Linked DNA regions of Macaca mulatta: region 1 is linked to region 2. The links are chromatin contacts, called in public Hi-C maps. All regions are on one chromosome and are shown on one strand. The core of a region is the stretch at or near the end of the contact, and the rest is flanking DNA. Distances in the headings are between cores, read along the strand shown.

Region 1 (5,865 bases), core at 2,359-4,858, 510 kb after region 2:
ACAAGTATCAGTAGCTGTATCAATCAAGTGGGAGAAAGGATATCCGAGATTGGAGATCAACTTAATGAAATAAAGCATTATGACAAGATTAGAGAAAAAAGAGTGAAAAGGAACGAACAAAGCCTCCAAGAAATATAGGACTATGTGAAAAGACCAAACCTATGTTTGATTAGTGTACCCGAAAGTGATGGGGAGAATGTAACCAAGTTGGAAAACACTCTTCAGGATATTATCCAGGAGAACTTCTCCAACCTAGCAAGGCAGGCCAACATTCAAGTTCAGGAAATACATAGAACACCACAAAGATACTCCTCGAGAAGAGCAACCCCAAGACACATAGTCAGATTCACCAAGGCTGAAATGAAGGAAAACATTTTAAGGGCAGCCAGAGAGAAAAGTCAGCTTACCCACAAAGGGAAACCCATCAGACTAACAGCACATCTCTCTGCAGAAACCCTACAAACCAGAAGAGAGTGGGGGGCCAATATTCAACATTCTTAAAGAAAAGAATTTTCAACCCAGAATTTCATATCCAGCCACACTAAGCCTCATAAGCGAAGGAGAAATAAAATCCTTTACAGACAAGCAAATGCTGAGGGATTTTGTCACCACCAGCTTGCCTCATAAGAGCTCCTGAAGGAAGCACTAAACATGGAAAGGAACAACCAGTACCAGCCATTGCAAAAACATATGAAAATGTAAAGACCATCGACACTATGAAGCAACTGCATCAACTAATGGGCAAAATAGCCAGCTAGTATCATAAGACAGGATCAAATTCAGACATAACAATATTAACCTTAAATGTAAATGGACTAAATGCCCCAATTAAAACACAGACTGGCAAATTGGGTAAAGAAGCAAGATCTATTGGTGTGTTGTATTCAGGAGACCCATCTCGCGTGCAAAGACACACATAGGCTCAAAATAAAGGGATGGAAAAATATTTACCAAGCAAATGGAAAGCAAAAAGAAGCCAGGGTTGCAATCCTAGTCTCTAATAAAACAGACTTTAAACCAACAAAGATCAAAAAAGACAAAGAAGGGCATTACATAATGGTAAAGGGATCAAGGCAACAAGAAGAGCTAACTATCCTAAATATATATGCACCCAATATAGGAGCACCCACATTCTAAAGCAAGTTCTTGAAGAGCCTACGAAGACACTTAAGACTCCCACACAATAATAGCAGACAACTAAAAGGACTTTTCATGGACATAGATGCCTATACTCCAGAGAATGCAGAAATGTCTTGGGTGAGGTTCTCATTTGAGGTGTGAAACTATTCACAGCATCACGCCTTTATAGAAACACGTGGTAATAAGAAGTAATCAGTCCATCATTGAAAATGAAGAGAATTAGAGTAAGTGGCCTCTGTGTCTACTGGAGACTTGCTTGTGTGAAAATCTTAAGAGGTCTGGGTTTTGTGTTCTAAGGAGGGTAGAGTATTTCTTTTACATACGTCACATTATTTAAATCGCATTAAGATCCAGAGGAACAGACATTATTCTCATCCCCATTACAGATTGAGAATGAGAAACTTGTTGAGGTTAAGTACTTTGTCCAAGGTTACACGGATTTGGGATTTGAGCTATCTTGATGCTCTTTTGCTCAAAATTCTGGCTGTATATTTTTAAGGCAATCAGAGGGTGAACTTCATTAGGGATCTGAAACAGTTTTAGTTGGTTAGTGGTTCTACTTTAGGAAAGGAATCAAGACAAAAGGGAAATGATTCAAAGAATGAGGGAACTGGGACCCTTTTAAGTTGCAGATGAGGTAATCTGTGTTTGGATCAGAGACCTATAATTTATGTAGATTCACATACATCTTTTTCAGATATGCATACATTGGGGACTGTAGAGTGTTGTGGAACTAAATGTATTTGTATGTGTTCAACACATTGTATAATTGACTCAATTATCCATGTGGAGATTATTCACATTTAATTTGCAATCTGGTTTCTCCTTTCAGTTAGGTTGTTCTTGGGCTGCTCCAGGAATGCCAACTAATTTAAATAATAATTTAAGTAAAACATAATTAGGAAGGAAAATTAAATTCAATTTTTTGGCAGCTCTTGAATATTCTACTGCTGAAATGTAACTAATCCATCCACTATCTTTTAATTCACCAATGCCTTTTTAGTACCACAGGATTTTATTGCTTTCCATAGATTATTGCAGTAGTTTCCAGGTAGCCCTCCTGCTTACCTCTTTCCACTCCAATCATCATTCTGCTGACAGCAACCTTCAAAAAAACCAACTCCCATTGCAAAATTTCTTTGCTTCAAAACATTTAATGGATACAAAAAACAACTTAATGGCTACCCATTTCTCACCAGATTAAGTGCACATGCCACAACCAGTCATTAAAGGCTTTTTCTAGTCTAAATTCCTGTTCTTCAAACGTCAAACCGTCCTTCTACTCTACTGACCTGAAACATATTGCCTCACCCTCCACACCTCTGCAGACCCACCGCATTTGCCACCTGCCCTAGGAAGCTTTTCCTGATCTTACCTCTGATGCCTTTCACTGCTCCCACATCTGAATTCCTTTAACTCACTCCATGTTTTTCTCAAAGGCAGATCAAGGTATTTATGCAAACATGGTGTCTCCCTAGTCTTGGATGAGGTCCTTGACATTACTCACTGCAGCGATTCATCTCCCCTGCTCTGCAGTGTCAGACTCTAAAGAAGGGTGCAACAAATACTTGTCCATTTAGACTGCTGGCAAACCCTGAGAGCAGGAATTTTGGCCTTTTGTATCTCCCGTGCCTAGAACAGCGCTTGGTACACAGTAGGCGCTCATTCATTGAACATTGCTGAAGGAATTGAACGTACATACTACAAGCCCTGCAGATGCAGATACAGGAGGGGGTGATGGCACAGTGCTTAGGGTGGAATTGGAGGCACCACCTCTCCTGAGGGGTGATGCGCAGCTTCCTGGGCAGGCTCAGGGGAGCTGGCTGAACCGCCTGCCTCTCCGCAGGCCAAACGCTGGAACCCACACATTACCTATCCAAGTATGTACACACAGGCTCACTTAAATCTGCCCTATTAAAAAAATATACCCACACACGCACACACCACGTATCCAAGCATCAAGCATGTACACATGGGCTTGCTTAAACCTGCCCTATTAAAAATAATATATATATATGCACATACATACACACACATATCTATCCAGGTCTGTACATGGACTTGCTTAAACCGGCCCTATTAAACACACACACACACACACACACACACACACACACACACACACACACACACAGGTCTGTACATGGACTTGCTTAAACCGGCCCTATTAAACACACACACACACACACACACACACACACACACACACACACACACCTGTCCACGTATGTACATACATATATAATACATAAATACAAAGACATATATATGCACAGACTTAAGTCCAACACGATTGTAGTGTCGGGAGGACAACTGGGCCGCCCTCTCCGCCCTCCAGGACTGCGGGACAGGTCTCCGGCCGCCGGGGTCGCAGGAGCCCCAGAGCTCTAAAGCGGCCCCGGCGCGGCTTGGGCCTTCCGGCTTTCCGTCCGCCGCGGCCGCCATTGGCTGGCTTCGGCGCAGCTGACAGACGGCGGCAGTGCGAGAAAGTCGAGGATGGCGGTGCCGGCGGCGCTGATCCTACGGGAGAGCCCCAGGTAGCTGATCCGTTAAGCTCCTGCGGTAGCGGGCTCGCACAAGGCTGACCTTGCTGCCTGCCGCCTGGCCGCCGCGGCGGACCCGGTTGGGTGGGGTGGGCTGCCGAGGTCGCGACGCTGGGTCTGCGGAGTGCGTGGGGCCGTGTAGCGCCTTTACCTTCACGGTGGTCCACCTGTGGGGCTCACAGTGCGCTTGGCAGCTGAGGTCTGTATGGAAGCGTGTGGTCTGCAAGCATGAGGTCTGCGTCACTGTTTGCGGAGTTTGGTATCAGAAGTTCCCGGGCGCTGCCTTGAGTGCTGCTGAATCACGTGGGACGGTATTCCGTTTCCGATTTCAGTTCCCGTTCGGACCCTGTGGTGAGAAAGGCTCACACTGGTGCTGGACCAACATGTGTTAATACCCCTTTTAAGTCAGGATCGAATATGGGACCGAATTTTTGATTGGTAACAGAATCTAGCCTGGCTTTGGTAGCATTTGCTTTTGTTTGCATTTTAAACAAATTTTTAGTTAATTTCTACTTATGGTAAATTAAGCTGGTTGTCCATGGTGGTGACATACAGTTCCCCTTTAACATTATTTAAGTAAAAAAAGACTTAATTTGTGAAAAAATAAGTAATAGTGCAGGTAGTGTGTGGATACAGAAAAAGTACTGAAGTATATAGGCAAAATAGTGTTCGGAAATAATTTCTTTGTGCTTGAATTGGGCAGGAATCTTCCAGAAGAAAAGAGTTATTTTAAAGTTTTTCCTTCTTCCTGGATTCCTTTTGTTACCAGTGGAGGGTGTCCAGGTTCTTGGCGTCTTGAACAAAGAACTGGAGAAGACGCACAAACAAAGCGAGGAAAGAATGCAGAAATTTATTGAAAATGAAACTACACTCTACAGTGTGGAAGTTGCCTGAGCATAGGGGCTGAAGGGCCCCTACAGAATTTTTGGGAATTTAAATAACCTCTAGAGGATTCCATTGGTTACTTGGTGTTCTCCCTATGTAAATGAAGAGGATGAAGTAAAGTTACAAAGTCATTTACTCCGCCTATGCCCTATATAGAGGACATTTCCTGTCATAGCTGAAGTGTGAATCAGCCTTATGTTCCCAGCCTCCCGACCCTATTTTCCTGCCTCACTTTGGTTCTGATTGCCAGTTTCTTTCCTCATACCAGTGTCTTGGGGAACACTGCTACATCAGTAAACAGTATCCAATATGGTGCAGTAAAGAATTGTTCTCATCTCATCATTTAAAGTTGATTGTTACAGGACAGGTGCTGTGGCTCATGCCTGTAATCCCAGCACTTTGGGAGACTGAGGCGGGCAGATGTCTCTTTTTTTTTTTTTTTTTTTCCTGAGAAGGCGTTTCCCTCTTGTGCAGGCTGGAGGGCAATGGCGCCATCTTGGCTCACTGCAGCTCTCCCCTCTTGTGTTCAAGTGATTCTCGTCCCTCAGCCTCCCAAGTAGCTGGGATTACAGGCGCCCACTGCCTTGCTCAGCTAATTTTTTTGTATTTTTAGTAAAGATGGGGTTTCACTGTGTTGGCTAGGCTGGTCTGGAACTCCTTGCTTCAGGTGATACGTCCTCCCTGGCCTTGCAAAGTGCTGGGATTATAGGCGTGAGCCACCGCAGGACTGATTGAGCTCAGGAGTTAGAGACCAGCCTGGGCAACAGGGCGAAACCCCATTTCTACAAAAAATACAAAAATTAGCCAGCGTTGTGGCCTGTGCATGTAGTTCTAGCTACTTGGGAGGCTGAGGCACGAGGATTCCTAGAACCCAGGAGACAGAGGCTGTAGTGAAGTGAGCTCATGCCACTGCACTCCAACCTGGGTGACAGAGCGAGACCCTATCTCAAAATTGATTATTATTGTAATAATGAAGTTGATTATTACAATCGAAAGAGGGTTTTAAAATAACTATGTCCTTAGTGACCCCAAATAATTTTGTACATAGTATTTGAAAAGTTACTTGCCTTGTAGTATTCTTTAAGTTTTTGGTGTAATTGCCATAATTGCTATTCCTCTCCTCCCACCACTTTCAGAGTTCCGTTTTTGGGTTAAGTGGTTATATAAACACTCTACTAGATTAATGCTCTTCCGCTGCAGAGTAGAAGCTTTCCCTAGTACTTTGGTTTGCCCAAAAGCAAGAGAAAATTTGCCAAATGGACCTTTTCAGCAGAAGTAATTTTGGGGGCATCTTTTT
Region 2 (5,772 bases), core at 3,183-5,682:
ACTCGGTTCTCACTAGGAAACAAAGGTGGGTCTTCTCCAACTTGAAAATCAAAATATACAGTTTTATGTGTGAAAGTAGAAAATTCATTGCTGAAGCAAAATTTGTATGTCCCATTTTTGGAGGCTGTGAAGGTGAAACTATCATACTGTTTCTTCATCTCTTTGTACAACACTTTACCATCAGGATCTTCTAATCGACAATCTACATCATAGTGACCACCAGTAATCACCTGTAAGACATTAAAAAAAAAAATTACTGTGAAAAGTTTGAAAAATTAATCAGATTTAATCAGATTTCCTAACAAAATGGCAATAAGGTAATGGGCAAAGGACTTTTACTATCACAGACAATTTTACATTTTTAAATTTTCACCAGTGGATGGAAGTTGGGAGGAGATTTTACTTCAACTAAACTTTACAGAAACTGAACAAGTTTCCTCCAACTTTTATTCACTTTGAACTAGCCAGACAACTGTGCTAATTAATGTAGATCTATTAGATCACTTAATTCTCCCAGCAACCCTACAAGACTTTTTTCCTTCCATTTGACAGACTGAAAAACTGATGTTAAATATGCGACCCATTTAAGAGTATTCATCCAGTTAAGTGGGAAAGGCAGAACTTGAACTCCAAAGTCATATTCTTAACCTCTAAGCTTACTGTCTGCAATATTTTCCTTCTGAAAATTTTCTCACCCACTTTCCTATTAGCATCATCCAAGCACACACACAGTGAAGTAATAAGGTAGGCCAGTCCTTAGGATTACACCCCATTCATACTTCTATCATAGAACTTAAGTTCATTTTACTGCCAAATTACAAGTGGATTGTGTTTATTAAGTTCTTTTATAGTCAGTTATATGGAATTTGATATATATTTTGTTTTGAACTACACAAGTTGAGTAATGGAGTGGGCTATTCTAAAAGTATATAATCATTTACAACCTTGTTTTCAGGAGACACATAACTGATTAAACAAAATATTGCTGAAACACTTGTCATTAAAGCAAAAATGAGTAACATAAAGGACAACAAGTCTGTTTATTTAGAAAGCCAGTACTTAAGGGCAAACATACTGAATGGAAGGCTGGAGGTAGTTCTGAACAGAACTGCAGAACTACTTTCAAGGGCTTATGCTTAATCAGTTACACTTCCAGCCATTTGGGTTGTACGAACAGAGGAGGGAGAGATTTTTCCTGCGGTAACTGGATAAGTATTTTAAGAGACAAAAGGGGGAAAGGATTAAAGAGAAAGGCTTCCTTACATGAGAAAGAACTGAGTAGGAAGAAAGAGGGAGTGGAGAGAGGTGAAGAAACAGAGGAAACGTATACACTTGTGAAAGAGATGATTAGGAAGAGACATTGGGTTGAATGAAGGGTTCCCAAACCACCATGTGATTGGGTAGCACAAGACTGTTATTTTCAACCTTGAACCCTCTTGGTTAGCATACTGACATTCTAGGTCAGTAGAACAGAGTTCAAACTGTGGATTTAAAAGAAGGATCTGTGACGTGTGACCTTTCCTCACTTAAGAGAGAAGATACTAACTGAACTATGTTACAGATCATTTTGATAATCAAATGAAAATAATTATGCACTTAGGAAACTGTAAAAATATGTAAATGTTAATATACAGATAAAATGTTTTGATATAAAAATGTCTTATCAATTGGAGATTTACCAATCCCCATCCTCACCAAAAAGTAACTTTTTCTCCAAGTGAAAATAATAACTTCATTTTGCTATACTGAATTATCCATACCTGACCATTGTATTTTGAATAATCAAACACATACATACAAACTGAATAGGACCAGAACTTATCATCACCCCACTTCTCTTCCATCAAACTTAAAACAAGTAATCTTGTTAAGTATCCCTTTAAACCTGTCCAATCACCTACTATTGAAACTGAGGATCATCCCAAACCAAGTGTCCCTATCTATCCATACGATCACACAAATCTCTCAATCTTTTTGCCCCTCTCAAATTCATCGCATTCCTAAACCACAATCCAGACAGGACTATTGCCACAACTTCCTGAAAGGTCTTCCCACTACCCAATATCTTCTCCCTCTAACTCAGGGTTTCTCAACCTTGGCATTATTCCCATTTTGAGCTGAATAATTCTGTGTTGTAGGACCCTGTACTGTCCTGTGCACTACAGCACGTTAAGCAGCATACCTGGTCTCTACCTACTAGATGCAGGTAGCTGCCCTTCTAACATGATGGCAAATGTCTCCTGGGAAGGAGGGGTGCCAATCTCCTCATCCTTCCTCATTCCCCACTGAGCAATCACTTAAAAACTTTTTGATAATTACCTGTGGCCTGCAGAAAAATCGAAACCTGTTAACAATGGTATACTATTCACTGTTCTTCCTCCCAGGTAGCTTCAGAACCTCTTTTATTCACAGCCTTACTCATTCTATGTTCCCAAAATGCCACACTACCAGAAATTCTCTGAACAAGTCTTTGCTTTACATCTGCACTGACGGTGCAGTTCAACAGGGTTTGCTAAAGAAGAATCACAGGGCTCAAAATGACAGTGTTTGCAAATCTACAGTTTAATACTGTATGTTATAATGTCATAAATCTACAGTTTATATTATATGACTATATATGTCTATGTAAGCTCTCTGAGGTCAGAGTCAGTCTCTGGGAGGTAGTATAATAAAGTGGTTAAGAATTTAACTTGGGACTGAAAAGAGTCCCAAAAGGAAAAGAATATAAAACATCACAGCCAAAGGCTGTCTCACAGCAAGAGGTCTGAAAAGGTCAGGTGTGGGCTCCTTTGTCTTCCCTCTGTTAGGTCTGTGGCCAGACACATACTCGCTCAGATCTGGAACCACCCAAGTGTGCAAACAAAACACCCTGGAACCAAGGAACACAAAATGGAGTCTTGACCACATTTTAAAATATTTCGCTGGTCACATAGGCATATTCCTGCTATGAAGCTAGTCTCAACAACAGAGCTCTGTGTTGGGGGTGTGGTCTCACCAAGACCAGGAGCAAATCATCAATCTCACTGTTACCAATAAATAATGTTGACAAACTGGTACAAACTGCCCCCAAAGCCCTTGGACTCACAGTCACAAAGCTATTATAATAGCTTTACATTAAAGCTAATAATATATAGTTTTGTGACAATATATGTAACTATAGTCACAAAACTATTATTATTCAGTGTATTTCACTGTCATGCACAAATGTTAGCAATATAGCTCAGGCTAATTTCAGGCCTGCTGGAACTGTCATGAACATATCTGCCTAGGGCCCCTTCTTCTCTCCTCTGCTGCCTTGTCGAACAACGGCTACTTACCTTGCAGACTCAGCTCTAATATCAGCTCCTCAGCTAAATTTCCCAATGATCCTTCTGTCTTCTGCCAGCACTATACCTAGTGTGTACCTTTATTGTTGCATTTAACATTTTATGACTATATATGTCTATACAAGCTCTCTGAGGTCAAACTCAGTCTCTGGAAGGTAGTATAATAAAATACTTCAAATTCAATTAAATTGGAAGTGTGGATTAGAGAGTTGACACTGGGTACTATAGAATATAAATGATTTTCTTTAAGGGAATATTTTAAGGAAGGAAGTTCAATAGGCCTTAAATATGAGAATGGAAAGAAATGCTAGAGGGAGCATTTCTGGAATTCATACATTTTAACATCCGGTCTTAACATCTCTCACTCCAGGTTTATTAGAGGAAAGTCAAATGCTGGGCATCAGCTACCTGGAAGCGATTTTTGAATTAGCCTAAGAACGGGTTAACACGGACAGGAAAGTGCCATCCCTCAACTTACACCCCCAGCCCTGGAGCCGCGAGTTGGGGCCCAGGGACTGCTAGGCCCCTGATACCTGGAACTCCAGGGTGCACTTGGTGCCCTGAGCGATGTCCTCGTAGAAGCACTGCTTGGCGTTGTCAGGAAGCTCGAAGGTGATCTCAGAGGCGCCTCCGGGTCCAGGCACCAGCAGCAGCAGTGCGAGCAGCCCGCAGCCCCAACGGCCCGCGGCGGCCGCCCAGCGCTGCGCGGACCCCGGCCGCGGCATCCCGAGAAGTCGGCGGCCTCAACCGAGCTGCAAGACGCAGGGTCAGTTCTGCGCGGACTCACCGCGCGCGGCAGGCCTCAGCGCAGGCCGCCCCGCAAAGATACACGGCAGAGCAGGTTCGCGCCTGTGGGAGATTCGGGATCAGATCTACCCTCCGGGTTCCTATGAGGGGCGCAGAGGGGCGCACCAGGGGAGGTGAAAGAGAAGCGGAAAAGGACTATGAGGGTCGGAAGTGGGGATTAGCCCTTGGGGGGGAAGGGGCGGAGCCTGAGACACCGGCTCCCGTGACCCGGATGTGTTCTCCTCCGGGGACAGGCGTTAGAGTGCGTACGTGGAAGCCCGCGAGGCGTTGGCTCTTCTTCCGTCGCAGCCTGGGACGAGGGGCGGGGCCAGAGTCGTGGGTGGAGAGGGGCGAGGCCAGGAAAAGGGGAGTGGCGGCCGCGGTGGTTACAGGCTATTGGCGAGGGTAATTACGCTCCACTCACTCGCTTTTTTTTTTTTTTTTTTTGAGACAAGAGTCTCGCCCTGTCACCCAGGCTGGAGTGCAGTGGCGCCATCTGGGTTCACTGCAACCTCCGCTGGGAACTTAGCGCTGGGGAGCATCGAGGGAGTGGTAAAGGGCTCATTTTGCCCTAGGGTGCTAATCTTTGGTGGTAGAGCCCTCTGCAATTTGCAGAGTTTTCTCATAAGTAATAATAAATATTTGGACAGGAGCTGGACAAGGAGTGCGAATTCTAAGAGCAGACTGCAGGTGTTTTGCCATGTACTGGCTGTGACGTCCGGCCACTTGCTTAAACTCTCTGCCTCAGTCTGTCTGTAGAATGGAGATAATAACACCTACCATAGAGAATTATTACAAAGTTTCAATATTTGGAAAAACTACTTAGAAGTGGTTGGTACATAGCAAGCACTAGATGAATTTTTGTTACATAAATTAAACGTCTTCGAGCACGCCTTATCATCAAGCACTGTGCTGAGCACATTACATATATTATGTCATTCCATCCTTCAAACAACCTCATAAGGTATTATTACGCCTTTTCACTGATGAGAAAATTGAGTATCAAAAACATTGAGTAACTGCCTATGATCACACCACTGATTTGTGTTGAAGTGCTTAAAAATAATAGTATTAATAAGTAATAATAATAACAGCTAACAGGTGATGATTCTTATAGTGCATTATACATTTTCTCATACATTATACACACGAAGTAGATATTATTCCTTTTCAAATGATTAGATGAGGGTCTAGTCAGCAGAAGATGAGTAGAGGGTTTTATGAAAAGGAAATAGAGGCAGATAGAAAGCAGTCAGACAGGGAAATGAGAGGGTGAGAGTAGGGGTGAGTGGGTAGTGGGGTATGAAGGGAGGAAGATGCAGGGCTGCTGTGCAGTCCTCCAGCCGCCTGAAGTGCCCAAAGTCTCCACAGTGGGGAAATGAGGGGAGAAGATTTGAAGTCAAGGTTCTTAGTTATTGGGTGGGGATCTGGGGAAGGTTGAGCCTTCCTGAGAAATGGGCCAGAAACCGAAGCATTATTTGTCTTAGTGAGTAGGAAGAAATCTGAATTCGAAAAGAGAAAACATGGGTTCTTATTTACTAATTATGTGACCCGGGACAAGTAACATTGATCTTCTAAATAAACCTCAGTTTCTTCATACATCAAATGGTAATACAAACAAACAGACACAAAAGGATGAATACGATTAAAATCACAATGC

Evidence for each region. A called contact is a pair of places that touch in the nucleus more often than the background predicts.
Region 1: a Hi-C map of liver shows a contact between it and region 2, with 3 times the contacts expected there. The contact joins the promoter of COMMD10 here to the promoter of TMED7 in region 2. A contact is called at or near these places in 2 of 14 Hi-C or Micro-C datasets (CD4 T cells and liver).

What each region holds. Positions count from the first base shown.
Region 1 is chr6:125,102,301-125,108,165 of T2T-MMU8v2.0, forward strand. COMMD10 (COMM domain containing 10) reads left to right here and starts at 3,609. Exons shown (of 8, transcript XM_078005113.1): 1 at 3,609-3,677. The coding sequence starts at 3,637.
Region 2 is chr6:124,586,776-124,592,547 of T2T-MMU8v2.0, forward strand. TMED7 (transmembrane p24 trafficking protein 7) reads right to left here and starts at 4,433. Exons shown (of 3, transcript NM_001204339.2): 1 at 3,860-4,433; 2 at 1-230. The coding sequence starts at 4,051.